Regions from separate parts of the Sus scrofa genome. Here all the other regions are linked to region 3. Evidence: chromatin contacts called from public Hi-C data. All regions are on one chromosome and are shown on one strand. The core of a region is the stretch at or near the end of the contact, and the rest is flanking DNA. Distances in the headings are between cores, read along the strand shown.

What was found. A called contact is a pair of places that touch in the nucleus more often than the background predicts.
Region 1: a Hi-C map of embryonic fibroblasts shows a contact between it and region 3, with 2.9 times the contacts expected there. The contact joins the promoter of LOC102159443 here to the promoter of PDE5A in region 3. A contact is called at or near these places in 2 of 5 promoter capture datasets (fetal skeletal muscle and liver), 18 of 47 Hi-C or Micro-C datasets (alveolar macrophages, brain, embryonic fibroblasts and 10 more) and 1 of 2 datasets of contacts at active chromatin or transcription factors (skeletal muscle).
Region 2: a Hi-C map of subcutaneous adipose tissue shows a contact between it and region 3, with 2.5 times the contacts expected there. The contact joins the enhancer-like site here to the promoter of PDE5A in region 3. A contact is called at or near these places in 1 of 5 promoter capture datasets (liver), 9 of 47 Hi-C or Micro-C datasets (embryonic fibroblasts, epiblast stem cells, fibroblasts and 5 more) and 1 of 2 datasets of contacts at active chromatin or transcription factors (skeletal muscle).

Annotation. Positions count from the first base shown.
Region 1 is chr8:103,952,086-103,956,877 of Sscrofa11.1, forward strand. It overlaps LOC102159443 (rho GTPase-activating protein 20), which reads left to right and starts at 1,859. Exons shown (of 13, transcript XM_021100547.1): 1 at 1,859-1,974; 2 at 2,927-3,094. The coding sequence starts at 1,859.
Region 2 is chr8:104,770,411-104,775,018 of Sscrofa11.1, forward strand. All of the region lies in intron 2 of SEC24D (protein transport protein Sec24D), which reads left to right. The region is part of intron 1 of SYNPO2 (synaptopodin-2); the gene reads right to left. Among named protein-coding and RNA genes, the nearest start is that of SYNPO2, 71 kb to the right of the region's middle. Within about 2 kb of position 2,076, at least 19 of the 83 cell types and tissues checked have an H3K27ac peak or open chromatin away from gene starts, as enhancers often do. A contact at or near this core is called in mesenteric adipose tissue and subcutaneous adipose tissue, where this site is marked.
Region 3 is chr8:104,268,083-104,272,423 of Sscrofa11.1, forward strand. It overlaps PDE5A (cGMP-specific 3',5'-cyclic phosphodiesterase), which reads left to right and starts at 2,776. Exons shown (of 22, transcript XM_021101648.1): 1 at 2,776-3,250. The coding sequence starts at 3,129.

The sequences.
Region 1 (4,792 bases), core at 609-3,108, 320 kb before region 3:
AGGACTAAAAAGACCTGTGCTTCTGGCCCCCACCTACCTTTCCAGACTTATTTCACTTTTTTGTACCTTCTGTTAGTGTCTCCAATATAGCAAACTCTCATGTCTCTGAAATTTCATACACTCAAATTGCATCCCTTTGGCATGAAATATGAAATACCCTCTCCCAACACACATTCTTTTCTCCTTTTCTTATTTTTTCTCTCTCTTCCTTTCCCTTTCTCTCTCCCTCTATCTCTTTCTCTACCTCCTTCCCTTCTCCCCTCCTTCCCTCCCTCCCATTCTCCCCAGTTACTTCCAAATTATAAAGCTCATTTTAAATGAGCTTTTCTAAGAAGACTTCCTTGCCTGCCATCTCCACCATCGAAGTCAGCTGTCTGGTCCCTCTTACAGTTGCTCATCTCACTCCTTTCCTTTGTAAGAATTACCAGAGTCTGGTACTAAAATTTACTGGTGAAACTGTTTCATTTCTATCTTCTCCATTCAATTCTAGGTTTTGTGAGAGAGTTGGGCCTGAGTCCCTTTGTTCCCTGCTACCCAGACCTAACCAAGTACCTTTCTTTTAGTACAGGTTCAAATACTCTCTGCTGAATGAATGAAGTAAAAGAGAGGCTATTTTACATTATCCTTTTTTTCTTCATCCACGGCAGAAAGCTATTTCATTAATTTATTCACAAAATGTTTTAAATCTTCCAATATGGAGTTCCCATTGTGGCTCAGCAGGTTAAAAAACTGACTGGTATCCATGAGGATGGGGGTTCGATCCCTGGCCCCGCTCAGTGGGTTAAGGATATGGCTTTGCCGTGAGCTGTGGTGTAGGTTGCAGATGCGGCTCAAATCCTGCATTGCTGTGACTGTGGTGTAGACCGGCAGCTGCAGCTCTGATTCAACCCCTAGCACGGGAACCTCTCTATACCGCAGGTGTGGCCATGAAAAAGCAAAAAATAAACTAATTTTTTTTTTTTTTCACTTAGGGATTAAAACTCTCCAATGTGCCAATGCCTGCAAGAATTAAGTGATAAATCAAATAAAGACTCATTCCTTGAGGTCTTTAGGGTCTACTGAGGGAGTAAAAGATGTGTATTCAGATAACTATTACAGGAGCCTACAAGAGAAATCACAAACTTTGTTAGTATGATCAAATTTCAGTCCTCCAAAGTTGTCAAAGGAAAGAGACTGTCCCTGTGAGAAGAAGTTAGAGGGCCTCACTGCCTGGGGCTGTGTGACTCCTGGGTCAGCTGGATTTGAAGCCTCCTGTTACTTGGGCTGCTTGGCTTCACAAAACCTAGGTTGTCTGTGCAGCAGCCTCCTCACCTGTACAATGGTCAACTTTCTAGTGGAAAAAGAATGCCATCTTTACAAAAAATGTTTTATATGTATAAATATAAAGCAGATGTAATATAGGTACCACTGAAGAAGATATACAGAGAGCAAATAAGCACATGAAAGGATGTTCAGCATCACTATTAGGGAAACAGAAATTAAATTCACAACAAGACTACATTGCACAGCTATTCAGAATTCCTAAAATAAAAAATGACACCACCAAATGTTTGTATGGACATGAAGAAACTAAATCACTCTTATAGTACTGGTGAGAATGTTGAAAGAGTATAGCCACTCTGGAAAATAATTTGACACTTTCTTTAAAAACAGAAGATAACTATCATACAACCTGAAATTTGCACTCCTGGGCATTTAGCCCAGAGAAATGGATACCTAGGTTGACACAAAAACCTTTACACAAATATAGTTATTTCGAATATTAATTTGAAAAAAATCAAAAGAGGGAGACAAAGTCAGGGAAACAAGTATGTCAGTTTGTCAGTTCTGACATGAACCTCAGAATGCTGACATCATAATGGCCAGTGGCCTTGACTACTGCAGGATCCTCAAGCTTCAAGGATTTGTTCACAGTACTCTGCCAAGTGCTGTAGACATACTCGGTTTTCAGTGCCAAGAACTGGCGAAAAAAAGGTTGTTCCCATCAATCAAAAAGCGCTTTGAGCCTTTAGGTGATCATTGAAGGTTTCACCGCATAAGGTAGTCTTTTAATATACTGTTTTTGATCATCAAAACAGATTGGTGGTCACAGGGGGTGTTTTGTTTTCCTGCTTCTAAAATGTCTGAACTAATTTTTAACTTCAGTACTGGTTTCATGAAAAGCCACTCATGTTCATAAAATGCAGTGCTGCTGAGCACAAGTGAGCAGGCTTTTCATTCTGGGGGGTAGGGAAGGAGGGGAGGACACTTTCTTGGCTCCACAGAGAGAATTTTCTGTAGATCTCTGAAAATGTCTTCTCTATCAGTTTTTATGCTCTGTTCAATTTACTTGTTTTATCTATTACGGCCAGGGAGTTCTGTTAGAGCTTAGTCATAGCTCAATTAAATCAAAGCTAATTACTGCCCGGTATTTAGGTACTTTTCGGTATTTCCAGTATTATTTGCTGATCTTTAAGAATTTTCCTCAAAATATGAATACTGATTTAAGATTGAAGTCAGTTTTTTACAATCCTTAGTTACCTAAATTTTGATGTTAACATGAAATCAAATTATAATCACTGTTGGCAAATCTCTATATAATTTTATCTATATTAGGTCATAATTTTTTTTTTTTTACCATCTTGTAAAAGTCTCTGCCTTTGGCCTCTTGGCTCTCCTCTTCCTAGTAATTGGTGATGAGCTTTGCTGCCTTCTCCTCTTCCTCGCCTCTAAGAGTCACTATGCCTCAGCGCTTTGTCCCCGAAACTGTTCTTTGTCCACGTCAACTCCCTCAGTGACTTCATTTCTTTCTATAACTTGCTCACTCGTGAATTTGGGCTGTGAAGCACCGTTTTGGACACTGAAGTGAAACCTTGACATTTAACATAAATTCCATTGTGTATTTGACCAGTGACTAGCTGGTTCAGTGGTGTTTGATGTTTTTCAGGAGAAGCGCTTCCATTGAGGTGAACATCCACAGTGAAAGTACTACGTCATCTGAGGGAGCCAATCATACCCTGCTGATCGACAGCTTCTTAGAACTCAAAAGAGGCTGCAGGAGGGAGAAGCGGCACCTCTTCTTATTCAATGATTCATTGCTTATGTCTAATACCAAGTATGTATACACTACATGCTCTCCCAGTTATCACAAAATTGCATGTACACTAACTTGTACTGTAAGAAAATATGGCAGGCAGGGTCTCTCTTGCCTGGGGCTTACAGACACATGATAAAAATAAGAGGAGGAGATTACAGAGAATACCACTGATTTGGTAGCTTAAAGAACAGAAATTTATTTCCTTAGAGTTCTGAAGGCTGGAAATCCACAGTGAGGTACTAGCATGGTGAGGTTCTCATGAGAGCTCTCCTCCTGGCTTACAGCTGTCCTCTCATTGTGCTTCCATGGCATTTCCTCAGTGCGTGCAGGTGAGGAGAGAGAGGGAAATCACTCCCCCTCCTCTTATGAGTCCCCCAATCCTACTCATGAGAATCTTCCCCTTATGACCTCATTTAACCTTAATGACATCATAAAAGCTCTATCTCCAAATATAGTCATGTTAGCAGTGAGGCCTTCAGTGTATGATATGGGTTGGGAGGGGGAGACACAATTCCATCCACAGCAATAACCAGCAGCACTGAGTGCTGCCATCTGGTACAAGTTTTCACAACAATTTTTAGAAAATTACTTACGAGATCATTCCCATAACATTTAGGTATATTCATGATCATTGTTAATATGAAAAAAATTTTTTTTTCCAGAAAGAAAGAACAACTAAAATGAAATAGCCTCCTGTGATAACAAATGTATTTCTTCCCTGTCATGCCTCACTCTTTAGATGGAGGATTGTGTTATGCCCTGAATCAATCTGTTCAAATTAATACTCTGGCCTAGTTTTTCTATTAATAAGATAGGGTGAGGGAACTGAGGTTCCATTTACCTCAGTTCACCTTCAGACTTCAGTTGAAAACTGACTCATCTTTAAGCTGATGCTACAGAAATCAACACAAATGGAATGGCTACCTATGTATTTGGTCAGAATAAGTAAATTTTAGCTTTTATGTAATAATAAAGGGAGTTTAAATGTTTCCTTCTCCACAAAGAAATATCCCATCCCAGTTATAGGGGATGATAATATTCAGTGGAAATGGTTCTGAGATTTTTTTTTCCCATTTTTTTTTCATACTGCATACATTAGAAACTTCTCAAGAATTAAACTCAGGTAAACCTTCAATATCACTTTTGATATTCATCAGAATTCTTGTTATTTTTCAAATATAATTATTACTTTTATCTTTTAGAGTAGAATGTGCTTTATAAATATTAAGATATTAATACTAGCAGAGGCCTATGAAGAATTTACAAATAGGAAGGGAGGGTACATAGTTCATACCATCTTTAGACATCACTATCCTCATATTTAGTTATTAAAGAGCACAGAGACAATGAAAAACAAATTGCATTTAGGTCAAAAGATGAAGATTACTATTAACTCATCAGTTAGAGGGCAGATACTTATAGAACACACCACAATCCCAACTCCCAAGCATAAAAGAGAACACCCCTGTGTTGGAATAGGGGAAATCTCCCTAGAACCCTAAAAATGCCACAGATCACTGGGGCTAACCCCCCAGTATAAAGGCTGAGGTAGAGGGAAAGAGAGGGGTATCCTCATGATCACAGATGCACAGTAAGGGATACAGAGTAGAAACAGAAACCGCAGTCCTTCTCCCCCCTCTGCTCCTTGAGCCAGTTTACATTAGATTCCTTCTTTCTAATTTCACTGAGTAAATCTCATTGAGTTATGACTGATTG
Region 2 (4,608 bases), core at 826-3,325, 500 kb after region 3:
GCCCTAGAGAATGAGCAGAAATGGCACCTAATATTGTTAATTAAAAGTAGATGAAGACCTAATTGAAGCTATAAAAGCATTCAATCCTTTCCTTATGCTATGCACCCAATTTTAAATGCAAATAATAGAACATTCCTACAAGGCAATTCTATTAAGCTCCACTATACTTTTTTTGTGTGTGTGTCTTTTTTAGGGCCACATCCACAGCATATGGAAGTTCCCAGGCCAGGGGTCGAATCAGAGATACAGCTGCTGGCCTATACCACAGCCAAAGAAACACAGGATCTGAGCCATGTCTGGGACCTACACCACAGCTCACAGCAACACTGGATCCTTAACCCACTGAGCAAGGCCAGGAATCAAACCTGCATCCTCATGGGTACTAGTCAGGTTCATTACTGCTGTGCCACCATGGGAACTCCTAAGCTTCAATCTACTTTTTAAAGAAACAAGGTTTTCATCAAGATTGGTTTTGTTGCCATTTCTACTATGTTTTCGTGTTAAAAAAAAACAAACTTATTTTTTTAAAACACCCTGTAAACAACTTCTAAATAAACAGCTATTTCCACATATTAGTGATCTTGTAGAAAGAACACCTAGAACTGAATAAAACCCCACAGGACTTTAGAAAATCCTGATTCAGAAGGACATAGTGCTTATTTGGTTTCAGGCCACTGGCTACTTTGTTGTAAGGATTTTCTAAGCCAGATAGTGTTGCACTTGGAATATGCCAGCAAGCATTAATAATAATGACTATAAATGAAAAGTTTTCTTTTCCCAGTCAGATATAAGCTTAGGCTGTCAAATCCAGTGTTTGCTCTCCTTAGGGCAGCAGAGGGCAGTAAAAGCACTGTCAATTAATGACATAAACCTCTTACTGCAATCTGGAGAGAAATGCTATTTCCATACAACTGCATTTTCCATATTAAACACTATACATGTAAGTGGTTCGAAAGATAATACATTTTTTATCTCAGATGCATTTTTGGAGCCATATAGAATGTTTACAAAGTACAATGAGATATCTATATAGCAATTCAGGGGCTTATAGTTCAACTTAATATATCAGAAAAATGTTTTAGAAAATACTACATTGTGACCTTGGTCTAAAATTTACCTAGACAGTGTTGGAGACAGTACAGTTGTGGTAACCCATTAGAGGCAGTGTGCCATGTTGATATTAGCATTGAATTGAAGAGGTCCAAGGGCCCTTGAGGTCAACTAATGATCCAGGCCTCTCTTTTTAACTGACCTGGAAAGTTCACTGGATTCTCTCAACAGGATAGAAGCTAAGCTATAATCAGAACAATAGTCTCCTCATTCCTCTCCTGTTGTATTTTGCCACGAAGTTCTAGGGATCCTAACGTGGAAATGCAGTAGTGTTCAAAATCACTCTGATTTTGTCTCTACCCAAGTTTCATTTCAAGAGGAAAGGAAAAAATAAACCCATTAATACCACACATTTGAAGCTTTACAAATTTCTCTACCTATGGCAAATTGATATATTTCACCATTTTTGAAAGTAGACCTATAACTCCCCAACCTCAATTCCCAAGACTAAGTAGAAGAGGCTGCTCTTTTAACCTCAGGAAACCCACACAAATCTGGTACTCCTTCCTTCTTGGCATGCTCCAGCACTGTATCATGCGTAGAAATTTTACTAAATGAAACCAAAGTTGGCTACTGATGCTTTCTTAGCTGTGACCTTCCAGAGCCTGTGCTTCAATTTGGAAAGTCTGTCCCTCACTTTCCCTGCTGGGTTAGGAATGTCAGCATCAGGGTAAATGCTTAAATGGCATATGGTAAAATAACCTCTGAGAGAAAAAACATCTCAATGAAGCCAGGACACTGCTATAACAGTTACATTGAAATATTTTACTTGGGGACTTTGTTGATCTATCTGGAACAAGAGGTCTGATTGCCTTTAGCAAGTTCAAGGGCTGCCAGTGACTTTCTCCTGAGCCCTGGGGGCAGTTTCTTCCTTCCTTAAAAACACACACTAAGCCTCAGGCTTAATACCTCTTACTTTCATTTTTATGAGTTGCTTTGTTCTTAGCCTGCTTGCTTTGTTCTAAGTTGTAGTCTTTCAGCAAGTCAAGAATCAGGCTGAAATCCCAGAGCAAATTCCTCCAAGGCCAAACAAGGAAATGTTCAACAGTTTTTGGAAACCAATAACCAAGAACATTAGGTTATCTTATTTGGATGTTAATATATTGGATGTCACATGTTTTTCACCAAAATTAGTCATTTTATGGATTAGCTGTGTATCTTCATTACATCATATTCTTTAATAAAGTTTAAAGGTGCGTGAGTCAGGCCAGGTTTTAAGTAGACTTAATTTTTTCTTTTTTTTAATATGAGGTTTTGCAAAGCCAAGTCAAAGGTCATACCACCATAGAGGCTCTGGTGTTAAAAACTTTACTTAGAATGCTATATATCTTATGATTTATTGAGGAGATAGCTAATACTTAAGGGAATTATTCAGAGCTGTACCAAAAACATGGTGAAAAACATGGAACCTCTTTGTATAGAAACCCTCAGGTACTATTCTATATTCATTTTCCCCAGACGGCAAACAGTTCTCTAGAAGTGGATAGGGAATTCCCCACTGTGCCTTTAGTTGAGTTGGCCAGAAAAGGCACAGAGCTTCAGGCCAAGGCCTGCGTGGAGCTTTGTTTTCTTGTTTGTGTGCTGAAATGTATTACCTCCTGGCAAGCATTAGGTGTGGAAACCTGAAGCTAGAATTTTCAGAATCTTGGCTCTGAGGCAAACCCCAGATGACAAAGGGAAGCCGTTTGTTTGGAAAGCCCAGTGTCTGGGAATGTCAGAGCTAAAAGGGCGATAGTAGAGGAAGCTCAGTGAATACCTTATTAACATGGCTACTCTGGTAGGTTTTTTGTTTTTTCAGAGAGAGAAAGAGAAGAAAAGGAACAGACAAAGGGAGGGAGACAAAAGGACACAGTGTAGAGTGGGAGTTAAAATGGGCTCTAAGTTAAAAAACCACTTACTATTTCAACGACTAAACCTCTGTTTTCTGACACATTAAATGGGAGTAATAATACCCATCTAGGTTACAGGGTTGTTCTGAGAATTCATAAATTTAATCTCTGTAAACAGTTTAGCACAGTGTCTGGAACCTGTCAAGTGCGCTCCGTAGAGACTGACTGCTGTTACTGTTATTTTAAAGTAACTGGGAAAGTATGTATCCTTTGTGAGGTGCAGTACCTTAAACAGTCCCCTGTTATTAGCTAATCATTCAGAACCTTGTGAGGAAGGACCTACTCTTTAAGTACATTAGTGGATTCAGGTCCTATAAGAGCCTCATCAATTTATTCAACCTTTAGACAGGTCTGGCAACCGTTTGTTCAGGGTGCACCCTGCCCAAAAGGAATTGTTTGGGGGGAATCTTTCACTTCCCAAGCCCTACACTCCAGATTTGGGTTGCATCATCCCAGAAGAGGCAATATTCTTTTGTAGCTTTGCATATACGTTCAATATGACCTAGCAGCAGCCCTGGGGTCCGTCTGTCGTACAGCTCTTTGCAATTATGACCAGACCCTCCAGCCATACCCTGGCTTCCCTTCTCCAGGAGAGACTGCAGAGAAATCCCTCCCTTGGGATTGGCCAGGTAAGGAGGGAGCTATGCTCCGGGGGCCCAGCCTCTGGGGAAGAGAAACCAACTGAAGCCTCTCCTATCTGTTATCTGTTCACTCCACCCAGAAACTGTGAAGCAGAGGGAGACTCTGCCTTTTCTTTCTCCCTGGAGAGCTTATACCTCAATTCTACCCAAAAGGTATTACTGGAGTATTGATGTATGAGAGCTAGAGGGAGAGCTGATGGAAATAAACCACATTGTTTGTTTCCCTCTTCATTCCAGCAGCCTGAATGTATGGTGGAGAACTTAACAACCATTGTCACTGAGTCCCTTTGTCTGAACTGCCATCCTCTGATCCACCTAGATTAACTCTGCTTGTCTTGCCAGACTTAGCTTTCTCTGTTCTGCAATCCCTTTCTACTTCTTCATAGCATCTTGGACTTACTCCCCAGAATGTAAATCCATGAGGCCAGGACCTGTACTTATCTTGCACACAATTTTACTCCCAGCACCTAAAATGGTACCTGATATTAGCAGACATTCAGCAAATATTGCTGAATGGATGTCTAAGTGAATCCGTACATGTAAAGGGGGAGGTGGAGAATAGTATGCAACCATAACTGTCTTCTGTATGGACAACAAAGAGTGGGTTCTAGACCATGAAAAGCCCCTTGCCTGAGCACCAGGGTGGATTTAGGTATGAACAAAATGGGCTGGATTTGAATTGGGGGTGCATGAAAGAAACAGAATTACTCCACACAATAGGCAGCAAAATGGCATCCCAGAGCTGGAGTGTGGGGCGGGAGAGCCCAGGGCAGGAGGGGTGTCCTAAGGCGGAGAATTGGGAGGGAGGTGCAAGAGAAGGCTGGCATGAATCTGGGTGCTCTGTGGGGTGAAGCAGTCAGAGAGAAAGCTCTGGTGATGGGGACGAAACAGACCCATGACAGGAATGTGCCCTATGCCATTAGAAGTTTATTGCTGTGTTCTCCCATGACCCAAAAACTCTTAGTTCA
Region 3 (4,341 bases), core at 1,526-4,025:
CATGGCCCTGGAACGTCCGTATGCCACAGGTACAGCTGCAAAAAGAAAAAAAAAAATAAACACTACAAGGCGTTGCTGGAAGAAATTTTAAAAGACCAGAATAAACGGATAGATATACTATGTTAATAGATTCTAGGACTCAATATTAATATGATATCAGTTATGAAGATGTCTTCTGCTTAGCATCTCACATGGTTGCAATCAACTTAATGGCTAGGAAAGTGTTCTAATCTGAAGCTTGACTGGGGAAATATCTGCTTCTGAGCTCACCCCAGCAGAATTGCAGTTATAAGACTGGGGGATTTATTTCCTGGCTAGCTGGAGCTCCTTGGAGGTTGGAGGCTGGAGGCTGGAGGCTGGCAACAGCTCTTAGAAACTGCCTATATCTCTTTGTCATGTAGGATTTCCCCTTACGATGTGCACACACACATACAGAATTGATTTTTAACTTTCAATTCCATTTCAATGTCAAAATGAGAAACCTAGATCCCATTATATGTGCAAATATAGGTACTCAATTTTCTTTTTCCTAGAATATACAGGTTTGCTGCAAGGAAACAAAAGATTTAAAAAAGGCAAGGCAGGAAAGATGTCATGACTTAAAATTTGTGTTCTCTTTTTTTGGAAAAGGTTTTGTTTGTTTTTTCCTGGTTGTATGACCAGTGCCTTCAGCAGTAAGAGATAGATAAAAGTCAAATCATGCAGAACCTTATAAGCCATGTTGGAAGTTTGGGCTTTATTTTAGTACAGTGGGAATCCATTGGAGGCTTTCTGTTAAGTTGTTGCATGTTTATTTGTCATAAGTAGCATTAATATCATTTTTCAAGTTATTTCCTGGTTGTGTTTATTACTTACTCATTTTCGACTTATTCTAAAACAAGATTCAAGATGCCTTGGGCAATCCATACCAGTAAGTTAAACATATATAAAATAATCAAGCAAATTGGGGTTGAGAATAAAATGGAGCTAGGAAACAAGAGGCCAGCATGAGACCAGTTCAAAATATGCTTACCTTTAAGTACTTTAAAGTTTCAAGAGGTGTTGTTTTATCTGAGTTTTCTAGAGTCTAGAACAGGCTGAAATGCCTCATTCCCCAATCTCTGGTGATATGCTTACCTCAGATAACAGGCCTTTACAGTAACCCCCAACCCACCATCTATACCACACAGAATTGAGGCTCACTGATAGGAGAATCCATGCATTGTTTTTCTTGCACAAATTTTTCAGAAGCCTTCCTGATTTCTGATAATTTAACCATTTCAGAATAGGAGACAAAAAGGACATATGGACATATAGTGCTTGTTTATTTAATCAAGGTAGCCAACCACTGCAAATGATTCAAGGCAAAAATTCACTCCATTAGTAGGTAAGTAGAATTTTAAATTATCATTGACCTCCTGAGAGAAGAAATGCATAGATTTCCACAGGGAAGAACTGAGCACTGAGGAAAAAGTCTCTAGTTTATCAACACTCTAATCACTATCATAGTAACAAATCAGAAGAGAAATAACATTTTAAAATCTGATAAAATTTATCAAGCATTATTTCACCTCTCCTTTGCTTTTTTTTAAAATTAGTTTGTGGCTACCTGCATTCCACAGTAAAATTTCAGAGAAATTGAAATTATAAAAGGAAAATTATTTAATGCAGGAAGTGTAAACCATTGCATTGAGGGATTAGAAGACATTTTTTTAAAGTTCTCATATTATCTATTTAATTATGTGTTTCTATGTAGTGAGTAATGTCTTACATTCTTGCCAAGAATATTTTGAAAGGAGTTTGTTAAAAGTATGTCAGCTAAATCACTTTTGGTATATCACTGCTAATGGTGTCGTTCACACGTTGTGAAACACAAGGCTCCAGATTTAATTCTGCCAAAAAAATTAGGTCACTGCAAAATACCATATTAAAACTCCAAATTCGGGACAGGGAGATGGGAATGAGGATAAAGCAAAGGAAGACACCAATTCTTTTTTGTAAAATATGGTAGGTATAAGACAAATCAGTGTTGGAAGACTGAACCTTTTTAAACAGATACTTTTTTCACAGTGTGTATGTATTAGTTTCAATCAGTACGAATCAATTAATTTAAAATTGGGCTAACTGGCTGCTCTGCACTGTACCTGGGTAGTGCCTGTACTCTCAAGTTAACTGAATTGTATGGAGATGCCCCTGTTTTCTGACTTCATGCACAAACCATCCGTGATTACTGTACTTCAATTTACCGTTTTCTTTTTCCAAAAAATCTTTTTCCAGTCAGGAAAGGGAGATTAAAGTAAATTAAGCCTTTGATGCAAAAACATCTGATTTATAGTTATTGTTGTTACTATTATTAACAAATTAAGCACAGGAATGGCTATGTTGGAAATAACCCACCAGGACCCGCAACTCTATTTTGGTGACACACGCGCCACATGCGCCACATCTCCTTAACTGGCCCCGTCGTTACCTGGGGTGCTTTGGGCCATTGCGCTGGCTGGCCTTCTAGTAAGGTGGGTACCCGCTCCTGCCACGCGCTGGGCTGGCGGAAAGCGAGGGGGGACAACGATTGTTCTCTCAGGCCTAAGAAAAAGCGTCCTGGCTATCACCACCTCTCACTTTTCGGGCTCAAATCCCCCCAGCTACTGCTTTCTGAGCTTGGGGTTGGTCCCCACAAGGCGACTTTCCCTTTCTTAGAGTGGGACCCTCAGCGAACACACCCACAGTCACCTTTGCGCGCTCTTCTGGAGCCCGCTCAGCACACAGCGCACCCCAGCGGCCGCGTGGCCTCCTCCTCTAGTTCTGGCCACTTGGCTTCCGGAGAGCTCGCCAGTCGCCGCCGCGGCAGCCTTGGAATCTGGGGACTCGAGAGACTTCGAGAGCCAGTCTGGGCCAGACCCCTGGGAAGGCGCGGGGCTGCTGCACCCAGCCCCGCCCGCCACACCTGAGTGCGGTGAGGATTGGGAGAGGCGGGGCGCGGCAGAAGGCTGGCCCGGTTCCTGAGCAGCTTCGCCGAAAGCCGGCCTGACTGGAGCAGGGCAAAGGAGGAGGGTCTCGAGACAGAGTCCTGCTCCTCCGAGGGAGGGACCCCAGCTGGGGTGGAAAACCAGCACCAGCCAGCCCAGCCGCAGAGACGCTCCGCGCTGATCATGGAGCGGGCCGGCCCCGGCTTCGCGCGGCCGCAGCAGCAATGGGACCAGGACTCGGTCGAAGCGTGGCTGGACGATCACTGGGACTTTACCTTCTCTTACTTTGTTAGGAAAGCCACCAGGTAAGAAGAGGACCCATGGAAGACCCGGCCGGGGCATGGAGCGTGGCCAGGGGCTGGTCTCTCTCCCCTATTGAATTTTCCCTGTGGTTACCCATTAAACAGCCTCCGCTCTCAGGCCCTTTGCTTTTGAAGTAGGTCCTTGATCCTGTTACAGGGTAGAGACCTCGACTTTAAGGCGAGTACAGTCGAAAAACCAAGCGTCGGATTCAATCTAACTTGTTCACAAAAGTTCAAATACGAAAATGTACTTGCCGACCCCCCAACTCCACCTCACCCCACCCCAGTAGCCCTGATATTCCCTGGGAGCAAGATTATTTTCCTACATCCGCGCTCACGGGCCTTGCTCCAGCCCTTCTTTAGACTCCTGGTTCCCCTAAATCTCCTTAGCGAAACTAAAACAGTTTTTGAGCCCCTTCCCTGCAGCTCCGGAAGCACCATCTCCAACGCCGTCCCTGAGGCTCCGCTCCTCCCCCGTCCCCCTTTGCCCCGGCCCTGGCGGGGCGGGGAAGCCCGGGTAGGGGCGAGACCACGAGAAAGCCCAAAGGCAGCAACATGCCGGAACCTCTCCGAAGTGAGTGCTGTCGCCGTTTGCCCCCTTCCAGTCCCCGGATTGTCCCGCGCTCCTCCTTCCCTTTGCTTTTTGCTTGCAAGGCGGCGCCGCCGAAAGGGCTCAGCAGTGGGGTTTGCCGCGCGCACACAAAGGACGCCGGGGAAGCGCGGCGAAGAGCAGACCCTGGGGGGGCGGGCAGGTCCCGTGCGGCCCTAGGCGACCCTAGAGGTCAGCTCTCCTTGGTCCGGAGCCAAGCGCGGGGCGGCTTCTGCGGAGGGAAGGGAGGAGGGAGCCTGTCCTTTGGGAGGCGGCTGCGCAGCGGACAGTCGAAACGCGCGTGGGAAACGCTCGAGGGAGAGTTGAGGAGGATTGAGGCTGAAGCCCAGGGACTAGGAGGGTGGAGCGGAGAGTGCGTGGCGGGCGGGTGCCTCGAAGCCTGAGAAGTTTGTGCGAAACCAGGGCGCGGGCAAGGCTGCTGCGCGCGGACTCAGGCTGACTCCTGGACGCACTCCTTTGGGGGAAGGGGCCCGAACTTCACCGT